Regions from separate parts of the Mus musculus genome. Here all the other regions are linked to region 2. Evidence: chromatin contacts called from public Hi-C data. All regions are on one chromosome and are shown on one strand. Each heading gives the region's core, a stretch centred on a gene start, on an enhancer-like site or on the middle of the called end of the contact. The rest is flanking DNA. Distances are from core to core; before and after follow the strand shown.

Region 1 (3,592 bases), core at 730-3,229, 320 kb before region 2:
CTTATTGCCAATATGACTCTCTCAGCTATATTTTAAGAATCACAATTTTTTTTACAAATTCTAATTATGTTATATATATTTTACTTATTTTTAACTTTCTATTATATACTCATTGTACATGATTCTATTACATTCCATTTTATTACATTCTGTTTTTTTCTTTTTTTAAAGATACTTTTTATTAACAAAATAGCAAATTTCTTTATTGTATTTTTGTATCTGCTAATTCTTGGTTGACCCTTGCCCACCTCTCCCTTCTTTTCTACAGCTCAAGTTTTAATTTGAGTTGTTTGGCTAAACATCAAAGGATTAATAAACTTCAAAGATATAAATATAACATTTTAATATCTTTATACGAGTTTCTACACATTTTAATTGATTTTCAAAAGAGCCTCTGGATTTGGGGTTCCAGCTAAGCACTGCATTAATGATTAAGCCCCTCACATTGCCTATGTTCATACTCCAACATGGTTTGTTTGTTTGTTTGTTTTAAGCTCTTTTCACCAAAGAAGCACAATTTGGATTTCCACATGAATTTGGGATCAGCCCTGTGATTGATCGGCTGAATGGAGAGACTGCTTATGCGTTTCAAAGACAGGCCTCAAGAGACGCATGCCTTTTCTCGGTTACTTCATAGGAAAACTATCACAGGAATAGTCTGCAAACTGTGTCTTGACAGGAGAATGAGGAAATGTCCTAACTAAACCTAGTTCAGAAGAGGGTCTGTACACAAACCTCAAACACTGAGTCATTGTGTCATTGAGATGAACCCAACCTAATATGAATCAGGAACACCCAGATGACCCACAGATAGAGAACACGGAATAATGAATGACTACTGTGTTAAGCTACTGAATTTGGAATAATTCCTTGCATGGTAACAGCTAACTGATTTAATCCCTAGTATTTGAAGAAAGTTTCCTGCCTGCTATAAATATGTCTAGAAATTTTCTGTCTGTGTAGACTTTCTCATGTCCACCTACTCTTCACAGACATTAAGAATAAGGCCACAGCTCCTCTAGAATTATTCTAGCAATGTCCAGTGTGATCCTGCCACACGTGTTTTGTCATGTATTCTTTTTTAGACTTCTATGAAGGAACTATTCATCTATCTTCTGATAACTTGGGCTAAAACTCAGAAAGGACATTAGAACAAAAGTGAGGCTAGGCTAGACAGTAGGTGCTAGGCTAGACTATGCTAGGAGGTAGATCCCAAGGCTAAGAGAAGAAACAGGAAATGCTGTGGTATCTCTCTATGCCTGTTTACTTCTCTTGGTGTTTTTTATTGTTCCTTTGGACACAATTCACCCAGAGGACCCGTGTTTGCTCCTTCATTGTTGCTGATTCCCTACCATGTACTGGCCTTTTACTATAAAGCATAGTCTACATCCAACCCAAATGAAAGACCTTATTGTACCTCAAATACCTAATTCTGAATGCTTCCCCATGAATCCTCTTATTCCCAGGACACTTGGGTTATAGCTGTGTTGAAGAAGGCCTCTCACTTTTGTGGCTTTAGTTGGCACGTCTGCAATCCTAGGGAACTGGGTGCCGGGAGGGCCTCTGTGACTTACAGTCATAAAATTCTCTGATGAGTCTTATCTGTGCAACCAGACTCATATAAACATAAATTTTTAGCTTTGGAAGAACATGTGAAACCGTCCATCCCAACACTTTAATTTATGAACAAGGAAGTGGAGCCCTCAACAGAAAAAGTGGTTGGCCTTGGCCCACCCAGCAAGTTCACAGCAGGGCTAAGATGGGAGCCTGAGCTCTTTGTTTTCGTCATTGTGTCTGCTTTAACTTCCTTGAGGACAGGGAATAATTTCGGATTCATCTTCTCTTCTTTGTCTTCAGCCACAGAATCCTGGAGTTGTAACCAACACTCAATAAATCTCAAGAAATATCTGTTGACTCGGAATGAGAATGAGCAAGCATTGCTTATGCAGCCAAGACAGCAAATTTCTGTCTGTTCAGCCAAGAGACCATGAGTGCCACAGCCCCTGGAGGTCTTCCTGCTCTGTGTGGGGCAGTATTTTGACCACGCAGAGCTAGTCTCTTGAGTTATATGTTTGATCAAAGAGACAAAGCACACCCTTATCTAGTTCTCTGTTGACATCACTGCATCCCCAAACACAGTGCTGCTCACCATGAGGCTCAGTGGGCAATTTACACCTAATTTCTCACTCACAGTTCAGGCTTTGACTAAAGCAATAGGCTGTGGGTAAGGAAATCATGTGTTATGTTTAGGCAGACAGCCACTAAAAGCATGTGCTGGGTCATAAGCTCTGATTTCTGCAACAGGAAATAGTATCAACTCACCAGGAGGCTCCAGCAAGGGGGTAAGGACAGTTGGACTTGGACTATTATCATGGTACCGAATATCCTTCCTTTTTTTTTTTTCAGAGCTGTGAAGTTGGAAAATAGTTTCCACCTGCATGGCAGTGAACTGAAAAGGCAGAGGACCCATGCCGTCTGCCGGCTTTCGAAGCCACAAGCAGCAGCAGCCAGGGACTTGCTTCCGGCGCTAGTAGCAGTGAAGGAGGCAAGTCCACAAAGGGACAAGCCAAATAGTGTTAGGTCTCAAATGTGTTTGGGAAAGTCTATTTAGGGACTTTTTAAAAAACAAAAGCCTTTACTTTCTTCTTCAGTGCTTTACAGTTTTCATTGTATTTGTCATTGCATCCCTAATAGAAACCATGATTTGGGGAGCTAGGGTATTCTGAATAGGATTGTTTCCCCATAAGTGTCTCAGTAGGTTTATCTTTGGTTTATAGGAAGGCAACTGGCTTGGGCAGGCTCATTATATAACCTGCTGCTGTATTTTAAAAGCATATGTTCTTTGATTCAGGGAAACAGGACATGCATATGAGTTAATAATACAACAGAAGTCCTTAAACTCCAATTTAAAAAGGAGGACATTGCCAGAAATGTTTGGACCTACTTAGAACCCTTCACTGTTCCCATGGTGTGTGTGTGTGTACACTCATGTGTGCACATACATGTGCTTAAGCATATTGAATACATTATTTATTTTGTTCTTTTGTACTCTCACAGAGAATGAGCTATGTTATACATAGTCTTCAACGACATTTATTATATATCTAATAGTAATCTTTCTATTATATGTATCAATTTAATACACCATGCAATGAGCTTCCCACCATTCTTTAAGTCTATACTAACCTAGATGGACATTTAGCTGCTTTCTGTTTCTCCCTCATAAGTAATGCTGAGATTAATAGTCTTAAAATGACTGCAGCCAACATTCAGGAGACTCTCTATTCATTTACGAAGAGTACAATAGCTTCCCCATTAGTAAGGTGCACTTCAGATTTACAAGATAAAGGCAAATTATTTTACAAATATACATTCTCTACCCACAGGACAGTATTGCGTTAGGCTTGGTACTGGGTCTCTGACTCTGTCACACCTCAAGGGCTTGGTCACTGTGAATCACATTTCTGAAAAAAATTTAAATTCTATCTCTAGTGCTCAAACTTTGCCAAGACTAGAGATGCTCTCTGGGCAGAGTGGCCTGTCTTATTTCTCTTCTTTTGCTCATGTCTCTTCTTATGAATATTTTATGATT
Region 2 (3,595 bases), core at 778-3,277:
GTAATCCACCCTGGTCTGAAGGGACACAAGGAGGCCTGGAGGCTTCCTTTGTGGGAAATCCTATTCTAGGATGTGTGTGGTACTTAGGGAAAACCTGATGTCAAACTTTGTAAATGAAAGAAAAGGCGAAGGAAGGAAGGAAGGAACTAAGGCGAGAGGAGGAAGGGTGAGCTTCGGAGATCATTTTTTCCATCATATTCCATTCATAAAAGCTATTCTTAAACGTTTTTCCTGACCTCACTCTGTCCCAGCAGAAGTCTCGACTGTCTCAACTGTATTTTGCCACAGTCATAAACAGAAGGCTCCGTATGTTCGTTCCCTTTCATTCACACACAGGACCCCTGGGTTTGTTGGGTTTAGCTTGCAAGTATCCACCCTGGTGTCCAGAGAGGCCAATGACACAGGGGCAGGAAACAGAAGGGGAGGTGAACCCACTGAAACAACAACGAGCCAAGAGAAAAACGACACTAAAAAAAAATTTATTTTGGGACTCTGGGTGCTGGCTTTGGTCGGCATGAAACTAATTCCACTGGCTTTTCACCACAACTCCCTATTCGCACGCACTCGCCTTCCTTCACCAAAGAACCCCGGAGAGCTCACTTTGAGGGCTAAGGACGAAGCTCAGCTGGCAGAGTACTTGGCCTGGCATGCATGGGGCCTGGAGCTCAGTCCCCAGCACTGCATAAACCCGGCATGGTGCCTCAAGGCCATATAATTCCAGTGCTTGAGACGAGGTTAGGGGAATCAGAAGTTCCACACCATCATGGCCGCCTAGCAAGTCTGAGCACTGCCTAAGATACAGGACAGTCTGTCCCCAAACAAATAAACAAATAGACAAGTTAGAGGCTGAGTTCCTGGCCTACCCCAAAAGTCCTAGCTGAAGCAATAATCCTTAGAATGTTCTTTTAAAACAGAAATCTGACAAAGTTGCTTTTCTGCTTAAAACAGCATGTAAAGTTTGGCCTGAATTTCAAGCTTTGAACATGGCCAATAAGGCCCCAGGGCACAGCCTTTCCTTCTTTGCAGGCCTGACTCTTGCCTCTCCCCTTGTTTGGCAAGCAGGAACCTGTCTGGCAGCTTTTCTATTCCTTCAGGTGCTCAGTCCTGAGATCCGGAGATCTTCACCGAATAGAATAATCTTTCTCCTGACGCTTTCTCTCCAGCATGCTCTGCCTTAGTGATAGTCCCCTGCTATACTGCAAACTCCCCACACATTTTGTCACCACAACCCTGAATAGCTGACTCATAGTAATGTCTCAATAAATTCTTGTCACACGATAAAATACATTTATTTAATGCTAAACAAACACCATCCTTCAGTCTCCACGGGTTCAAAGCAACAAAGTAAAAAATAAGTTAAAAATAAAACAACAAAACAACGTAACAAAGTAGCAAAGCATTTGTATCAGCCTTCCCAGTCACTGCACACTGTTTTCTAAGGGAAATAACCCCTTTAGAGCCCTTGATGCTCACTGAGTGGAACACACAGGGTCCTGCAACCCCCATTCCTCATGGGCAGCCTCTTCTCAAGGAGGGCCCTGTTGATTCTTGCTGCATGCAAGGGCTTAAGTTACAGCACACACTTTGCCAAAAGGAGTCATCAGAGGTTGTTTAGAACAAAAGAAGACTTCCTTCCCGGGGTTCAGCCTGATCCACAAGTGATAGAAACAAAAGCAGAGCCCGTGGCTTCCAAGATGCATTCAGAGTCCTCAGGCTGGGCTGGGGCTCCAACAAGAGGCCACTGGGCCCCATGCTAAGTGAAGCAGCATACGGCTCACTTAATTGGGCTTGCCTTTTATTATACTTCTCTCTTGCTCCTGCAACCTGTGATTTTTTTGATGAATGCATCATAAAATGTTTAATCCAAATGAAGACCAAAGGAGTGCAGGGAAGCATCCATTAGTCACTGCCAGATCCTCCAACGACAGGAGACAGGGTCTTAAGGACTGCTATTAGGGACGGAGCCCGGTTGCAATGCAGCCCTCGTGCTGCGCGGCTCAGTCAGCAGAAGGGGGAGCTGTAGTGTAACCTATTTGAGATGTAAATCTAGAGCTGGCAGTGCTGCAGATTAGAGACTGTGGTCGCTGCTGTCGGCCGGTCTACAGCAATACTATATATCCTGTCCTGGTCGGTGCAGGTCATTAACAGGACGCGGAATGGTGTTAGTAAATGTGAACATTAAGAAACCCAGGTCAGCAAAGGACGGAAAGCATGGCAGCCACACTTCAAGGGGAATCAACCCCCCGGGAAGGGGAGATTGCATGGATACAGAAACAGGCAAGTGACAGTGTTAGCTTTGAGTGACAACAGACGAGCCACCACAAACGTGATAGGGTGGTATCTTGACATGAGAGAAATTAGACATGGAAGAGGGAAAATGAGAGAAACAGAATAGGGGACAAGGAGGAAAGGGAGGAAGGAGGGGAGAGGAGAAAGAGGGAAGGAAGAAGAGGGGGAGAGGATGGAGGAGGGAACAGAGTAGAGGTCTTCTGTCCATGCCTGCATACAGCAACAAGGAAGGTTTCACGAACACACAGTCCCAGGAGGGCTGGAGGGACATTGCCCCTCTTTGTGTGGACCTTGCATAAAAACGGGACAAAAGACTCAGAACAAGGCCCCTAGCTTCCCGGAGCCGAGCCATAGCTGCTGCTTGGGCTCTATTTTTTGACCAAGTCAGGTGTCCCTACTGCCAAAGAAGTTTTCCTTTTTCCCTGACTCCAGGCACTTCCTGTTTCCTTCAAGTGGAACTCCCCAAGACTCATCAAATCCACAATTTAATTACATCTCAGAGAGAGAGGGAGAGAGAGAGAGAGAGAGAGAGAGAGAGAGAGAGAGAGAGAGAGAGAGAGAGAGAGAGAGAGAGGAAGGAGAAGGAGGAGTGTAAACATGACTTCTTTTTATCTCCCGATACATCTGGACAAGTAGACAATGTGCTAAAACAAAATAAATCTGCCCTGACAGACACATCAAAGGGGCTTGCAGCTACTTACAGCCCAGGAATGCAGTTGCTAAGCATCGGCCAAAGACTTATCAGTCCTTGGAAGAAATGCTTTTTTCTCCCTTTGAGGGGGGCGATGAGGAAGGCTGGGGAGTGGGAACCAGCCTGCAAAAGGAGACTGGGGATTTGCAGGGATTTTGAAGCTTAAAATGAATTGTGTGAAGAAAAGGAGTTTTGTGGTGGTTTTCCTTTTGACGTACGGCCTATATTTTTATAAAGGTTGCCCATGGAAAAGCCCTCCAGAAAGGGCTCTTTAGGATTTTAATAGAAAGAAGATTGTGAAAAAAAAAATATAAAAAACACTATATACAAAGTTCTATGGATTTCTCCAGGTGATTCAAGCCTAATGCTAGCTAGTCCAGGATCAGGGGAAATATCTCACACTTACCAGAGTCAGGAGGGATAAATCCTTAAGCAGCCATAATAAAAAGTAAATCTCCCAACATCATAAGGTACACACAATATTTTTTTCTAGAAGGCAGGAAATGGAGCATCTACTCTCAGAAACACAATAAAAATGTGAAAATGGAACCCCCTGGAGCCCCAAACCAAACCAAGTGTGAGGTGGGACTAGGGAAACAACTGTATGGGCTAACC
Region 3 (3,980 bases), core at 1,202-3,701, 280 kb after region 2:
CCAGAAATCATGTCTCTCCAAAGTCTGAAAATATATATACCCCACAGTATATTAGCACATTAAAGTATGATTACAAGAAATTTAAATTGTACAAATCATTATAGTGTTAATTCTTGCCTCCAGTACACACATATGAAAAACTGGGCACTGATCTACCCAGTTCCATCCAACTCTTGTAGAGGCATGGCAGAGTATACTGAAATAGGAAATTTCTCAGTAAGATGAAAAGTTATTCTTCCCTGTGTTATAATCATTGGCCAGCACATTTCTCAGTTTCCTTGATACATTAGAAGCATGCCTTTATTCATGATGGTGGGAAAGGTAACAAAACACCTGTAAGCAAGCCCCATTCATAAACCCATAGAAGATATAGCCACCCATGTCCAGTGACCAAGTCACATGCTTTGCACTCTCTTTGTTTTTACACTTGCTAGCTTGTAACTTTACACAAATTCTTAACCTCACTGGACCCCATTTTATTTATGTTATTCACTGATAAATTTGTTGGAATTAAATGACATAATACATACTGAACACATGCCCAGAGTCTGGAGCATAAACCCAGCAAATCATTGAGTTATCGCCATCATTGACTTCATGATAAATATAATCATTGCTTCAACTAGGTTTTCTAAGCAGGTCCCCAGATACATCTTGAAGATGCCCATCCTTTGTCCACTCAAATTCATGCTCTCATAAGTCAGATACAACTCTCTGTTGAACACACAAGTGTTATTCAGGGACAGTGAGATTGCAAGAGGTAGTAGATGTTGTATGATACAGCATAAGAGACATTTGGAAAAGAAGTCAGAAATCTCACTCTAGTCCCAGCTCAACACTAACTACACTTCTCAATTCTGCAATACCATATAGCTATATTTAATAAAATTTACTCACCTATACCTATAGATAGATAGATGGAGAGAGAGAGAGAGAGACTCCTAAAATAACCAAGTTCTCTGTTCAGATCTCATATGTACTGTATGTAGTGTGTGTGTGTGTGTGTGTGTGTGTGTGTGTGTGTGTGTTTCTCTATAATAACCAGGTTCTCTGTTCAGATCTCATATACATGGATATATGTATTTCTTCTGGTAGTACAGAATTGTTTATACTCATGTGAAATATTGGTTCCATTTCACAGGTGAGGTATCTGAAGTCCTCAACACTCCAAGTACCTGCCATCATAGCTGCCCTGCCTTAAGAAAAAAATTGGAATCTCAGCCAGGTTACCAGAGCTCAGCCCTGAGCAGTCATACCCACACACACATACCAGTCTTCAGAAGAGCTACTTACCCATAGTTCCTCAGTCCTGATCTCTACCACATCTCTCATCCTGGTCTCAGCAGCCTCTGGCATTTCCCAAGCACACAGTTCACCAAACTGGACTATTTCCTCTTTATTATCTACACAAATATTCTTAATTATTTCTCCTCCAACCCGAAGTACTTATTTCTTATTTATGGGTGTAAATATAAAACCAGCAGGGCTCATATTTCACAGGGAGCCATTCCAACAGCATCCAGAACCTTCCAAATTCCAGGAGCAGGAGAGCTGATTCTCTACTGTTTCATTATAAAGGGATTTACCATAAATATTAGAATTTGAATTCCACCCAAGTAATGCATTAATAGATACTAAACCATTAATAATTTCTGTACTTTTTCATAAATGGGCAAAATCCAATAAATAAACTATATCTCTTTCACAGCAGAGCAGGGTTAACAAGTACCAAGGAGATTTCAAAGACAAACTGCTGGTAGGGCCTGCCAGGAGCTAAGATTCATAATGAAACTACAAATTCTGGAGACCCATTTTTTACTGTCTGCCATGGCAAGTATCTAAAATTAAATGCTAAGCCGAAATCTGTCCTGGAGTCTGACACACAGCAGTTAAGGTAAACAATCTCTGAAATTAAAAACAGATTCTAGATAATAAATAAGTCCTTGTATGTCTCACTCTGATAACAGATACCTCTGCCTGATAAATCAAAGGCCCAAGCCCTACAGAGCCTTTCTAAATTAGGCCAGATGATTCACCTAAAATATTTCATCTTGTGTGTCCTGTCTTAATGAACGGCAGTAATGAATAGTGCCTTAGCAGCGATTGCAGCAAGCCAAAGGCCTCCAGGCTAATTATACCAAAGGCCAGAAGAAGCTAGCTGCTCCATGAGATACTTGTGTGTTGGCAAAGTACAGGGGCCTAGGAGCAAAGGGGGTCCAGCATTGCTACTGAGCATCCAGGTAAATAATTCTAATTGGCTGCCAATTTCTTCTGCAACCATCCTAGCACTCTAGAAATCTGAGTATGGGGAGCAAAAGTAAAAAACACTGGAGACCCGAGGAATCTGAGCCTCCTTGTCTCTCGTTGTTCAGGTAGAGACAGAGCCTTGGGTATCTTTGCATCTCACTTTCCATATCTATGGAGTAGGGTTGACAATGCCTGCATAGCTTACCTCTTAGGACTGGGATGGAGAATAGATGGAGGTGCACATAGATGCACTGAAGCACATAGAACCCTCTGCTGTTCCCCATAGCACTAATGTCCAGGCATTTATTCATAGGTTTCTGTTAGATGCTGTAGTGAGCAGAATAGACAAAGCTGTCTGCCCTAGTGGAATGGGATTCTGCGAAAGGGCAATGCATATAACCTACAGGCAGCTAAATATACTGGAAGATGGTGGTACGTTTAGGGAGAAAACTAAAGCAGATGAGGGAGTAGGGTATGGGCAAGATGATACAAGTTTTAAAAAGAGATCAGAGATTTCATAAAGGACATGGCTTTTGATTAAAGACTAGAATAAGGAAGGACCGTGACCTCTCTAAACACTGCAGTAGAATAAAGGGAAAACTGGGAGCAGAGTAAAGGTAGGCAGACGGTTCTAAAGAGCTCCAAGGATGGGCTAGAAGCTACTGGAGCAGAGGAGCTGAGACAAGAGACTAACCAAGGGCAAGGTATAAAGTAGCAGGGAGGCTCTTCGCCTCCAGGGACTGTGCAGAAAACAGGCCTTGGGGGAAAGTCTGAGCAGAGAAGTAACAGGGTCTAACTGGGGACATTTCAGTAAAATGTTCTGCACTCAATCTGCTGGGAATAATAACATGCCTGTTATTTGGTCATTATGCTAGCATTACTACATTGCTGGGTGGCTCTGCTCTGAAGCAAGGTGAAACCTGACAGGAAGAGATGGAGAGATGATGGATACAAAACAGAGGGCCTTAGAGAGGGCTTGCCAACGTGTGAGTGGGACACAGGGAGGCACGAATGTGATTTTTGGCTGATTGAGATCAGCGAGCAGCCTAGACACTCAGACCAGCCTCTGTGTATCCTGTTTAGACTGTCAAGTCACATGACATTGGAGATGGATGGATGAGGAAAAACAATGGAAAGAGAAAGACCAGTCTCCAATTCCTATGCCTTCCTGGCAGATACTCAAGTGGCATAAGGCCCCGGGTTCTGTAAGCCAGGCTTATAGGGCCTGGCTGTTCACTAAAAATGGAAATAAGTCTTCTTTTAAAAATGGGTGAGCATGGTTGGACGCCCCACATCTATATTTTATTGACATTTGGTGTCAGTGCAAGTAGCAAACACATCATTCTTTAAAAAGCCATCTCACTCCATGTCTCAGAGCAGAACATGACAAGGGGGTCATTCCATTAGTGATTGGAGCTGCTTTTAAATGGAACACACATAACCTGATTCCAATTAATGAAAGTATGCGGCAATTCTCACTGATGGTAATGTTGAACTAATGTTTAAATCTTGCTCACTCAAATTCACCAGCTCCTCAAAAGCAATGCTAATCCCTCCATGAGAAATTAGGACTCAGTGTTGCATTTTTTTTCTCCTGGTGACTTGGCATTTGTCCTAGGGCTACATGAGATTTCTGCTACTTCTGCAAGGAGTGGCCAAGTCCACATGCATCCTAGTTGAATGTCTTTCTTTTACCAGTCATTGACCAAGAGCACAGATTTTCACGAAATCTC

Evidence for each region. Hi-C and Micro-C count contacts between places; a contact is called where the count stands out from the background.
Region 1: a Hi-C map of the C2C12 cell line shows a contact between it and region 2, with 2.7 times the contacts expected there. The contact joins two enhancer-like sites. A contact is called at or near these places in 5 of 484 Hi-C or Micro-C datasets (the C2C12 cell line, the N1E-115 cell line, adipose-derived mesenchymal stem cells and 2 more) and 1 of 115 datasets of contacts at active chromatin or transcription factors (fibro-adipogenic progenitors).
Region 3: a Hi-C map of the N1E-115 cell line shows a contact between it and region 2, with 2.9 times the contacts expected there. The contact joins two enhancer-like sites. A contact is called at or near these places in 1 of 15 datasets of contacts at CTCF or cohesin (the NIH/3T3 cell line) and 1 of 484 Hi-C or Micro-C datasets (the N1E-115 cell line).

Annotation. Positions count from the first base shown.
Region 1 is chr14:23,130,413-23,134,004 of GRCm38.p6, reverse strand. No RefSeq gene overlaps it. Among named protein-coding and RNA genes, the nearest start is that of Gm10248, 38 kb to the right of the region's middle. Within about 2 kb of position 1,979, at least 29 of the 459 cell types and tissues checked have an H3K27ac peak or open chromatin away from gene starts, as enhancers often do. A contact at or near this core is called in the C2C12 cell line and uterus, where this site is marked.
Region 2 is chr14:22,806,878-22,810,472 of GRCm38.p6, reverse strand. The region is part of intron 5 of Lrmda (leucine rich melanocyte differentiation associated); the gene reads right to left. Among named protein-coding and RNA genes, the nearest start is that of Gm30926, 7.3 kb to the right of the region's middle. Within about 2 kb of position 2,027, at least 77 of the 459 cell types and tissues checked have an H3K27ac peak or open chromatin away from gene starts, as enhancers often do. A contact at or near this core is called in the C2C12 cell line, the N1E-115 cell line and uterus, where this site is marked.
Region 3 is chr14:22,528,927-22,532,906 of GRCm38.p6, reverse strand. All of the region lies in intron 2 of Lrmda (leucine rich melanocyte differentiation associated), which reads right to left. 4930405A10Rik (RIKEN cDNA 4930405A10 gene) reads left to right here. Exons shown (of 4, transcript NR_046307.1): 3 at 1,709-1,894. Among named protein-coding and RNA genes, the nearest start is that of 4930405A10Rik, 12 kb to the left of the region's middle. Within about 2 kb of position 2,451, at least 1 of the 459 cell types and tissues checked has an H3K27ac peak or open chromatin away from gene starts, as enhancers often do. A contact at or near this core is called in the N1E-115 cell line, where this site is marked.